2 separate regions of the Rattus norvegicus genome follow, and region 1 is linked to region 2. Evidence: chromatin contacts called from public Hi-C data. All regions are on one chromosome and are shown on one strand. Each heading gives the region's core, a stretch centred on a gene start, on an enhancer-like site or on the middle of the called end of the contact. The rest is flanking DNA. Distances are from core to core; before and after follow the strand shown. Region 1 overlaps Irs1 (insulin receptor substrate 1). Region 2 has its middle 110 kb from the start of Irs1.

What was found. Hi-C and Micro-C count contacts between places; a contact is called where the count stands out from the background.
Region 1: a contact with region 2 is called in a Hi-C map of liver, with 3 times the contacts expected there. The contact joins two enhancer-like sites. A contact is called at or near these places in 4 of 12 Hi-C or Micro-C datasets (hepatocytes, kidney and liver).

What each region holds. Positions count from the first base shown.
Region 1 is chr9:91,001,316-91,006,692 of GRCr8, forward strand. It overlaps Irs1 (insulin receptor substrate 1), which reads right to left. Exons shown (of 2, transcript NM_012969.2): 2 at 1-866. Among named protein-coding and RNA genes, the nearest start is that of Irs1, 50 kb to the right of the region's middle. Within about 2 kb of position 1,771, at least 2 of the 93 cell types and tissues checked have an H3K27ac peak or open chromatin away from gene starts, as enhancers often do. A contact at or near this core is called in hepatocytes and liver, where this site is marked.
Region 2 is chr9:90,943,636-90,948,952 of GRCr8, forward strand. No RefSeq gene overlaps it. Among named protein-coding and RNA genes, the nearest start is that of Irs1, 110 kb to the right of the region's middle. Within about 2 kb of position 2,851, at least 7 of the 93 cell types and tissues checked have an H3K27ac peak or open chromatin away from gene starts, as enhancers often do. A contact at or near this core is called in hepatocytes and liver, where this site is marked.

The sequences.
Region 1 (5,377 bases), core at 521-3,020, 57 kb after region 2:
TCCTCTCTTTGTTGAACTTTGCTTCCATTCAACTTCCAATTCTAAGCCGACACTTGAAAACACCCCAGTAGAATACATCCTCCTTCGGTTTGGAAAAAAAAAAAATTACAAAACTAAGCTTAATTCTTAAAAGGAACTCAGCTCGACATCAAGTTTATATTACAAGAGACAGCATCAGCAAGTACAACTATACAGTCCAGAACCTTCTATGGCACTATGATTCATATTATATTATTTTTCTGAATTAGAATCTTAAAACAAGGATCATCTCCTAGTCTACTCTTTTTAGCCTTGTTTTAAGTATTCTTCCCACTCTTTAAAACAAAACATTGAATACCTCAGTTCCACATTCCAAGAGAAAAAAAAAATGTGCTGTGAGGAAAGTTACATTTTCATTAAAAAATTACATATATAAATCAAGACCTATGTTAAATATTTAATACTCTCTCCACCCAACGCGAACAGTTCCATATGAAATAATTTACAGCGGCGTGTCATGGAACACGGTTTCAGAGTAGAGGAACCGTATGCTTGTAAATTTGACGAGAGTAAACCCATCCTCTTTCGGCGTGGCAGGGAGCACACTGGCTCTTCGTGGCCAGCTGTCCTTAAAGTTCAAGATGAAGTTTATGCACACTCATTGTTCCGGTGTCACAGTGCTTTCTTGTTGCTTGGCACAATAAAGAACGTGCAGTTCAGTCAATGAACTCCTGAGGATTGTACAAAGTAAACAAACTGTAAGGGATGCATCGTACCATCTACTGAGGAGGAAGACGTGAGGTCCTGGTTGTGAATCGTGAAAGAGTTCGAGTCTGGGTACCCATGAGTTAAAAAGGAGGATTGCTGAGGTCATTTAGGTCTTCATTCTGGGGAGGAAATGGAAAAAAATAAAAATGAAACGTCACCACAGGCATCTGGAAATGTGTATTCAGTCACAATGTGGGGAGCTGGCCCCTTTCAGAAGACAGGCTGAATGAGATCAACTAATATTACTAGGCACAAATGGTACCTACATAAAGTCAACCCACTATATTTAACTTTTCTTTCGAAATACAAGTGTTTATAGCAATCACAAAACTAAACTCCGTCAATACTAAAACAGCAAACATATCAACATGACCCATGAACTTCAGAGTTTTGGCAACCAACGAACACAAAATTCATTGGGGTTTTGATTGAAGCAAAAATGTGCGTTCTGGTTCTCAATTAACAAATTAGAAAACATAAGGAACAGTTAGAGCCTACACTGGAGCTTCTAATTAAGGTGCCATAGAAATTTATTTAGGGGACACTATTGCCTTTCTTCTCTGTAATTTAACAAAGCTGGCCACAACAGGCATTACCTGTATTCCTCCTTTAGAAAGGGGACCCTTTATGAACCCCTGAAAACATCTCCTGCTCTCAAGTTTTACATCAGATGGTCCCCTCAGAAGCACCTATTCTTCATGCACCAAGAACTTAATCTATACATATCAATAAACTGTTCCAAGCAGTCCGCAGTGCAGTCAATTAACATAAATACTGAAGGAGTAAATGGCTACATCCAATGCCATGGGGTAAGCAAAGTTGCATCCTGCTGGTCTGCCTTCTAGCAGTTCCCGAAAGGCAGGCAAGTTTCATTCATAAATTGATAGGCTGTGAAGCAAACAGGTGAATTTCACAACAGGTGCGCGGGGAAAGTTCTAGATGCGCAAAGGAGGGGAGAGTGCTTTTAGCTGAGAACATTAAGTAAGTACCTCACTGACACATTTGGCTGCGTTCAGAAGAAAAGCGGTAATCTGGGGATGTGGAAACAGGGATTGTCGCCCCAGTGTTTGTACAAGGCTTGCCACATATAGCAGGCACATTCATAAATGTGAACCGAACAAAGGGCGGGCATGCCACGGACTTGCTATTAAAGACGCAATAGAACAGGACAGAACAGGACGGTAAGAGACCAGCAATGGGCAGGCGATAAAAAGGATGCAGTTTTGTAGCACTGCCAAAGACCTTAAGGGACAGACGGAATTAAATATACAGATCTAGGGTAGGTACCTGGTGAAAACTCAATGGGCAGCCCAGGAGGTCTTTATCTAATTACGTGGATAACAAAGGCAATGGTTTAAGATAAGATCGAGGGGAGTGAGATACTGGAGGGCAGAGGTTTCTAAAACTCACAGGCATAAATGCTGACCAACACAACTTGTTTTTCCGCTCACCTTAGTTTTATGTTTGAGACAGGGGTCTTGTTATGTGGTCCAGGATGTTTTTGAACTCACGATCCTCCTGCCTCAACCTTTCCAGTGCTGGGACTATAGGAGGTGTGTGCCAACAAGCCTAGTCTCTATCTCCCTTTGAAGGGGATTGATTGAAACTTTGATCCATTCGAATTTACCATTTACATAAGGGATTTCAGATAAGTCAAAGCTTATCATTTACTTCCAAGGTTTTCCTGAACTCCTATCAGAATTCCAAGAGACACCCAGACAGAGCTTTAAAGCTCTGGTGCTAAAACGAGTCAGGTGGGCTACACTTATTAAAGGACCTATGACTTTCAAAAATATCATGCCCAGGGGGTAGGGGGATGAAGGGCATACAGCTTGTTTTCCATTTTATGTCTGGCTCTCCTCCAGAAGGACTGAACAAACAGCTTAGATTGGGAACAAACTGTACCCAGAGTTATCATCACACATGTCAAACTGCATGGGTGTACGGGGCAGAGACTAGGGGACCCTTGAGGGGAGGCAAAAATTTGACCTTGCTGTGTGCTTAAATTGCTTTGCCCCCATTAGGTGCAACCCTTGTAATTTAAACAACAACAACAAAAACCATACCCCTTCATCAAATACTTTCCTTCCAAAGTCTTAATGTACTACTTTAAAAAGGGTTTCATATAAATCTTTATCTGACATCCAGCTCAGCCACAGGTCTCACCTGTTGGTATCACCAACTCAGGAACTTACGAAAGAGGGAGAGCTGGAGGTGAGGTGGGGAGGAGGGGACAGAAGGCTACAGAGGAAGGGTGAAGTTCATATCTGTTTGTTCAATGGCGTGAACCTCACTGTACATAGAGGCCAGCTACTGGGTAATGACACAGATTATTTTGACAGACAACCCTCAGTAAGAGCTCTCCTTCTCCCTGGCCCTAGTGGAGGCAGCAAACACATTCCAAGCATGCAGTTTGCATGCAGCGTTTGTGGACCACCTTCCCAAGTTCCCATTTCTCTGAAACTATCTTCCCAAGCTCAGTCATAGTCTTTCCCATGGTCTCTATAGCAGTCACTCTTAGCTCTTGGAGGGCACACTTGATCTTTGGAAACAGCCAAAACGCTTTCAGAGCCAAATATGGTGAATAAAGGGGCTGAATGAGAGGTGCTGATGGTTCCCAGTTACCTATTATCTAAAGCCAGAGAGCGTCAAGACTGAAGGAAGCTACAAAGACTTAGTTCATCCCCGCGCATCAGGGAAACTACAGACTCCACAGACGGACCTCTCAGAGGATTTACGGGATTCTGTTCATCTTCCCACATCCCTTATCACTACATTCTTTCAATCTAATCAGACTGAGCCTGCGGCATCCAATGCAGAGGAAGAAGGGGAAAGCTCTAGGTCCACATAGTTTCGTAATTTAGGAATATGTTTGAAGAAGAACAACAGAAAAAGATAACCGCACTAGGTTCTCCCATATGTTCAATTCAATAACTATCTTAGACCAACGCAAATGCAATGGCAGATACCATAACAAGCAATAACAAGGATGGCACAGCCATATGTACACACAATGTACTTGATACACACAGCCTCGGCCAGCAGATACCAATCACCGGTACCAAATGTGGCCACGCTAATCTCCAAACATAAGAGTTCACTGGTTCTACACATAGGCTGAACGCACAAGTGAAACGCATCTCCTTAGCAGAAGACGCTGTGCAAATACCCAGCAGTGATGTTCTGTCATGCATTCTCTCCAGTTACATCTCCAGGGAATAACTTCTGAACCCAGAAATGTGATGCACCTGTCATTGAGACTGAGTAGCAGGAAATTACACTTCGCCAAAACCTTCATCACTGCATTGATCTCTAACGCACCCTTCTTCTGCGAGTGTCTTTTCGTAAGGTAAAACCCACCTGATCCTGCTGCCAGAAAAAGGAAAAATGTCATTTCTAAAGCATTATCAAATGAGTCACCCCTTGAGCAGTGGCACTTGAGTAGGAGGGGTTCGTACATTACAGCATGCAGAAAGAAAGGACATCTTCGGGAACTGGACCCCCTTTAACTATGCCTACCAGAGCTGAAGAACAAATACAGCTTCTGCCCCCTTTTATGTTACTTTGACCTACTGAGCATTTTTTGACCCTGAAAGTTGAAAAACAATACACAGGCTAAAACAGAAGTACAATGGAAAAGTCCGGTCCTTTCTAGCAACCAACTTGGCTTATTTACTATCTTTAGCTTACATGTTTTAAAACTTGTTGCCAGTTAGTGAAGTCAAAGAGCAGCATAGTGTTTGACTGGGATTACTAGTCTGGAGTCTTAGGAAACAAGAGTAAACTACGGTTCTGAAATGTGGCTAAAAAGTAACCCTTCCTCCTGTAATGACATAAAAAAAAAAAAAAAAAAAAAAAAAAAAAAAAAAAAAGGACCGAGGGACTGAGTTTCCTTCCATGGAGGTCTCTGTTTGAAACCTCTCTGTGGATTTAGCAAGGCAATTTCCTATCAATTAAATTCCTCTACTCAGAGAAATTCATCATCATTTGGGAATGTTGCCTAGTAGAAAGATGTTTGGTTCTGTTGGATATACAAGGCCCTAGGTTCAATTAAAAATAGTGTCAAAACAGCATATTAGTATTTTATTTAAACCTAAGGCTATGTTTTGATATAATATAGAACATTATAAAATACGGAAGATCTACAGAAGGAATAAAACATTGTTTATAGTGCCCAGCACCCCTGGGGTAACTGTTAAATCATTTGTCCTAATTTCATGAAGGCTTTGAGATTTTGTAATTCTGCACTCATTTTTAAGTGTCTTTTAAAAAGGGAAAGCTAACATTCAAATCATACTTCCATGCCTCAAAACATGCGAAGGAGAGCCATGTGGAACTATTAGCCCATTTTAAAAGTCATTCTCATCCCATCCTTACTCCCGTGTTCCTAATTCACTGTTTATAGTTGAAATGCGGGGTGAGTGGCTGCTGTCCTGGTTTCTGTCCCTCAACTGGGAAATAAGAGAGAAGAAGCAAAGTCTGAGAGTTCAAACATGCCATCTGGGCACTGGTTTGGGCTCCAAGATGGGAGCTGTGATGCCCGTGGTAGCAACATCCAGTATCTTCTTCCATAAGATCCCAACTTTGTATTTTTAAGACAGCGTCTCTCACTAAATTGGAAGCTCTCCGA
Region 2 (5,317 bases), core at 1,601-4,100:
TGTCAGAAATTAATTAATCCATGCCGAACTTATTCAGTCAGTAATATAGAACACTACTTTAGGAACCAGGATCCCTCTGATAGAAGCCCCTGGTCTGATAGAATGTTTCAGTGTCAACTCTGTGCATTTCCCTGGGACTGGAGGTTGTAGCCAGATGCCCTGTCCCAACCATAGGTCAGTGGTAGTGTCTCTGAGTACCCCCTTTTCATTCTGGAACAAAAACGTTCACATCTAAGTCTATCGCCAGATATCCTAAAATTTTAACTTAGGTTTTTGTTTTCTGTTGGAATTGTTACATTGACAGGTCATACTTATCTGTCACCAGAGGTCATCTGAAAATGACATAAACAATGAACTCCAACTAGGACAAAGTTATAGAGTAAGCACAAAGTTCCCTTGCTGGGGGAGGGATAAACATTTCCTACTTACCCTGCCCCAACAGTGGGCAGAAACTTTATATTTTAATATATTATATACAATATATAGTTATATATAATATTGGATGTATATTATATGATATAAATTATATATCATATAATATATTATATAGAGAGAAATGGTAACATAGTAAGAACTATAAAGAAAAGTAGAACAAAGAAGGGAAGAGAAGTGAGTTTGCAGCTGCAAACACTTCTTCCTAAAAGAAACTGACATCGCAGGGAAAATTTGAAGACAGAGGAGCCTTAAAGCTATGAGGAGAGACGGATTCCAGCACAGCAAAGGCAGAAAAGGCAGAGGCCAGCTTTAGTGTAGACCTAGGAAGGTCGGGCAGAAGTGGAGAGACCCGCGTGCTGAAGTGCAGGAAACTCAGAGGAAAGGAAACCTGAGTGAGGAAGGGGTAAGAGTGCAGGCGCCTGCCACGAGGAAACCCGCTGCTCTGCACATTGTCTTACAAACATAAGAAACAGTAACCTGCAATGAAAACACAGTCTGTGGATCCTAGTCCACTTGCAGATAGAGGCATCAAATAGAGAACGGGCAGAACTGAGTAGCTAGGACTGAAAGCTGAACTGTAACGTCTTTGGCGTCCAGACGATGCATTAGTTATCCATCACTGCTTTAAAATAAAATTCCTACGGACCAAACAGCTGAAACAGTACCCACTCACTGATCATCTCGCAGCTCTGGCTTGTAACAAGCCCAGCCCAGTGTGTCTGCCTTCTCTGGTTTCAGCCATCACAGATGAACAGCTAAGTGTCTGGTGGAGCTCCTGAGGAGAGAGAAGAGCACCAGCAAAGGCCCCTGGTCGTCTTCCATGGCCACCAGTTGGTGGCTGAGTTCTCAATGTATAAAGGACTGAAATCCCGTCTTCTTGCTGTCCATCAGCCAAATAGGACTCTCGGCTCCTAGCTGTCCACAGTCCCCTGGTGTGCTGTTTTTCTACTGTATGGCTATTTTCTTCCTCGAAGCCAGCTAGAGAATCTCTTTCTAACACACTCAAACCCATCGGCTCTCCCTCAAGACTAACTCATAGTCAAATGTTGAACGAGCTGATCCCAGAATTGATATCTTATCACCGTCGTGTCCCATCCACCCAGGGACTTACATAAGAGGGCCGGAAGTCTTGTCTGCATCTTAGAATTCCAAACACTGTAGAAATCATCCAAACCCTTTAAATGAGGTGACCAAATTGAAGGTCGCTAGAACAGACAATTAATCTCTTCCTCCAGAGAATCGCAAAGCTGCCTGGTCCCCATCTCTTTCTGACCCTGTTCTCCAGATTTCCATTTCATTGTAAGAGCTGCCCAAATCCTTCTGCTTACAGAGGAAAGGGAAAATTCCCCTTGTCAAAACGACTCTGTTAACATCTACCGCGTAGAAAAACTGAAGTCACTGACAACCTGGCTGGAGTTTCTTGAACTCCATACACACAATAACCAATGTCTCTTCTGATGGCTTCAACTGCTTGTTGCTTAGTTACAGTTACTACAGAAGCAAGGGGAGGTGCTGGGGAGGTGCTAGGGAGACGCCAAGGTTGGTAAAAACACTTGCCACACAAGCATGAGTATCTGAGTTTCCATCCCGGCACCCACAAACGCAAGGAGCATCTGTAACACCAGGCCTGAGGAGGCAAAGATAGAAAACCCCTAGCATTCCTTGGCCAGTCAGTCTCGCCAGTCAGTGAACCTCAGATTCAGTGAAACACTGTGCCTCAAAAAAGGATATTGGGGTTGAAAACAAGGAAGACACCTGACACTTTCTATTTATACACGCATGTCACACACACTTGAGAGAGGACAATTTAGAGAGCATCTTAGGAAGCCAGTCTCATCCCTGCCCTCTCAAAAGTCTCACCTTTTCAAGGATGCTGTGTTAGAGCTCAGAGGTTAAGAGGACTTCCTGTCCTTACTGAAAATCCAGACCTTCTCCTGCTCGGTTACACGCACTGAGAAACACACACTGTACACATAAAGTAAATAAATAATTTTCGAAAGTGTTGGGAAGAGTAACAAAACCACATGCCTTACAGAGTGACAAAACTCTGCTCAAACTGTGACACTTTGATTTGTTATCTTTCATGCATCTTTTTCCCCCTTTCCTCCACTACAATAATGTTACCTTCCTTCCCTGGTTCCTGAAAGGATTAAAGCAAGGTAAGAGTTATAAATGCACTTATATTCTGCCCACTAAGCAGAGTATGTATGTGGCTTTGCACTTATGGTTTTCTTTGAAATGGGAACTGGAAGGATAATCTTTGACCTCTGTTTGTCTCGGGATTGCCAAACACACAGAGACCAGAAGCCTTGAGGAAGGAAAGTTGTAAATAGCATGAGGCAGCAGCTCGGCTTGCGCTTGTCCTTTTGCCCTAATAGTGATTTGCTAATATTATCCAATCCTCCCCTAAGTTTCACTTTTGGACTGGACAGAGGAATTGGAAACCTACCCAGTTGAGCTACAGTACGTAGATGCACACGAGGGTAGTGAGGTGGGTGTCACAAAGTCCAAAAGAAGGAAAAGGTAAACAAAGACATCAAAACTCTTTCCTGCGTGGATGCAAATTCAGAATGATTGCACAATGTATGGCTCTGCTCCAGGTACTAACGTTCCCTTGGGTGGATATGGCTAAACAGCACTTAGGATGTGATATCAAAGTGCCTGCTCCCTTAACCGGGTTCTGCTACACAAACGCACAGCATGACAGCCGAATCGTCTCTGCTGAACCTTTGCAGACGCCATTCATTCCTCACTTAGCAACCCTGCTACTCTGTTAGCTCGTTTTAAATCTTCTCCAATCCCTTCCATGTATTAAAATTTTAAGTTAATCTAACTATTAATTTTTTCTCAACAACTCTCACAGTTCTCTTAGAGAAATTACACAGCTACACCACCACCCCCAATTATACAGGTTTCCTGTTTATTTTCATATTTCTTGATTCCAACTATCATCTTCAATTAAAAAAAAAAGACAGGCTGACTCTGATATTCCTTTTCTGGAGTTCCACATATTCATCAATACTCAAACAGACTGTCTTGCCAGCTAGTTACAAAAGACAAGGTGGGTGGGGCTGGAGAGATGGCTCAGGAGTTGAGAATGTGTTCTGCAGTTAGGAGAGCATTCGAGTTTGGAACCCAGCACCCATGTTGGGTGGCTCACAACCCTTGTAACACCAACTCCAAGAGATCCTGGCTTCAGTGGGCACCTGCACTCACATGTACATACTGCCTCAACACAGCAGTGTATGTCCATATACACACAGGCACATTACATATACTCACAAATATCTCTAAGCAAGCTCACATATAAAAATATATCATTTTAAAAAATTAAAACAAAGACCTTATTCATTCTCAGCTCATGGAGCTATTTGGGATTAAGGATGCCTGGACTAGTGGGTCTTCTCATTTCTTGAGAATGGCTAGAGACATAATGGTTCATTAAATTCACCATTGTAAAGAATTCATCCCCTCCAGTTCCCTTTGAAGCAAATGCAGAAACTGACTCCGGTTGTAAATGATGGGTGCACATAACTCAAAACCAACAGGAAGCCTCGTGTGTAAGGAAGAAATAGGAGTGGACAAGGAAGTGAATCAGAAGCCAAGAAACAAAGCCCTTTTCACGGTAAGAGAAATCTAAAACCCTTGGCCGATAAGGAAGGGCCAGAGGCTGCCTTCCCGAAGTAATGCCAATGAGGAAATGTGATTGATGAATTCAGAGGAAGTACCCCCCGGGCAGGAAAAGGTGGAGACTGTAAGAATCACCGCAGCAATGGATGGGGTGCCCTGAGAGTCAGGGCTCCTCAGTTAACTTTGTATTTGATAACACAAACTCTGGGCACTCAGCTATCCCATTTCATCTTCCCGGACCATGCATGCTTCGTTCATGGGATGAAGACAATGGATGACTGCAGAGAGTTATTGTAAAGTTCTGATGGCGGGAGGTGTAGCTAACAGCAGGAAGCCGTAAGTGGCTTATAAATGTGAATGCTACCTCTTGTCATCAGCTCGTAGACTTGAGGCTGGACTGTATGTTAGCCTAGAGACCCAGAAATCTCTGCATCCGTGTAGTGTCTGTTGGAAAGCTTCAAGGTAGTTTTCAGAGCTCTTATCCCTGGTTGAGCATGCTTTGAAGTAATAAAAGGATAATTCTGGTACTCTTAGTACCTTTCTCTGACACTTACCCTTTCCATTCTTTATCTGAGAAATGCTTTTGTTTTCCTCCTTTCTCTACTCTGATTGTTTTGCTCCACTCAAAACCTGATTACACAAAAGAACACTAATAAACGGGTTGTATGAAATCAATTGTAAACATTTCCTTAGCATGAGGAGGTCCTGGGTTTGATCCCCAGCACTGCGAGAAAAATAAAATTAACATAGAGTCTTGGATCCATTAGGTTTCTTGACCCAAGGGTTTTAAACAACATAGGATGTATGTGACTGGCCTATCTAGGAGTCCTGATAAGGAATGGTTTGACATGGTAAGTGGATAATGTCAAAAACACTCAGGCTCAACTTGCCTCTCAGTTGTCAAACACAACCTCTAGTTCATTCTAGGGTGTTTCCCCATGTGATTATAATATAGGTGTGTACAACAGTGAAGGTCCCGTGTCTCCATGTTCATGCACAAGAAGTGATGAAAGAAAGGGATAGGGAAAGGTGGGGAGTTGCTTTGTAGCAAGCCATGGGATTCTGTGGATTGGACCAACAGACAACATCCATCCTTATAATAAACTATGTACCCCATTTCCTCCTCTGAGCTGTTCAATGAGGATACTGATAACCTTAATCCACGAATGCTGAGTCAGTCCCCTCTGCTGCACCCACAGAGGAGTATAGGAATAGGCACTGCAGAGTCCAACACAGTAACGCTGTTTTCCTT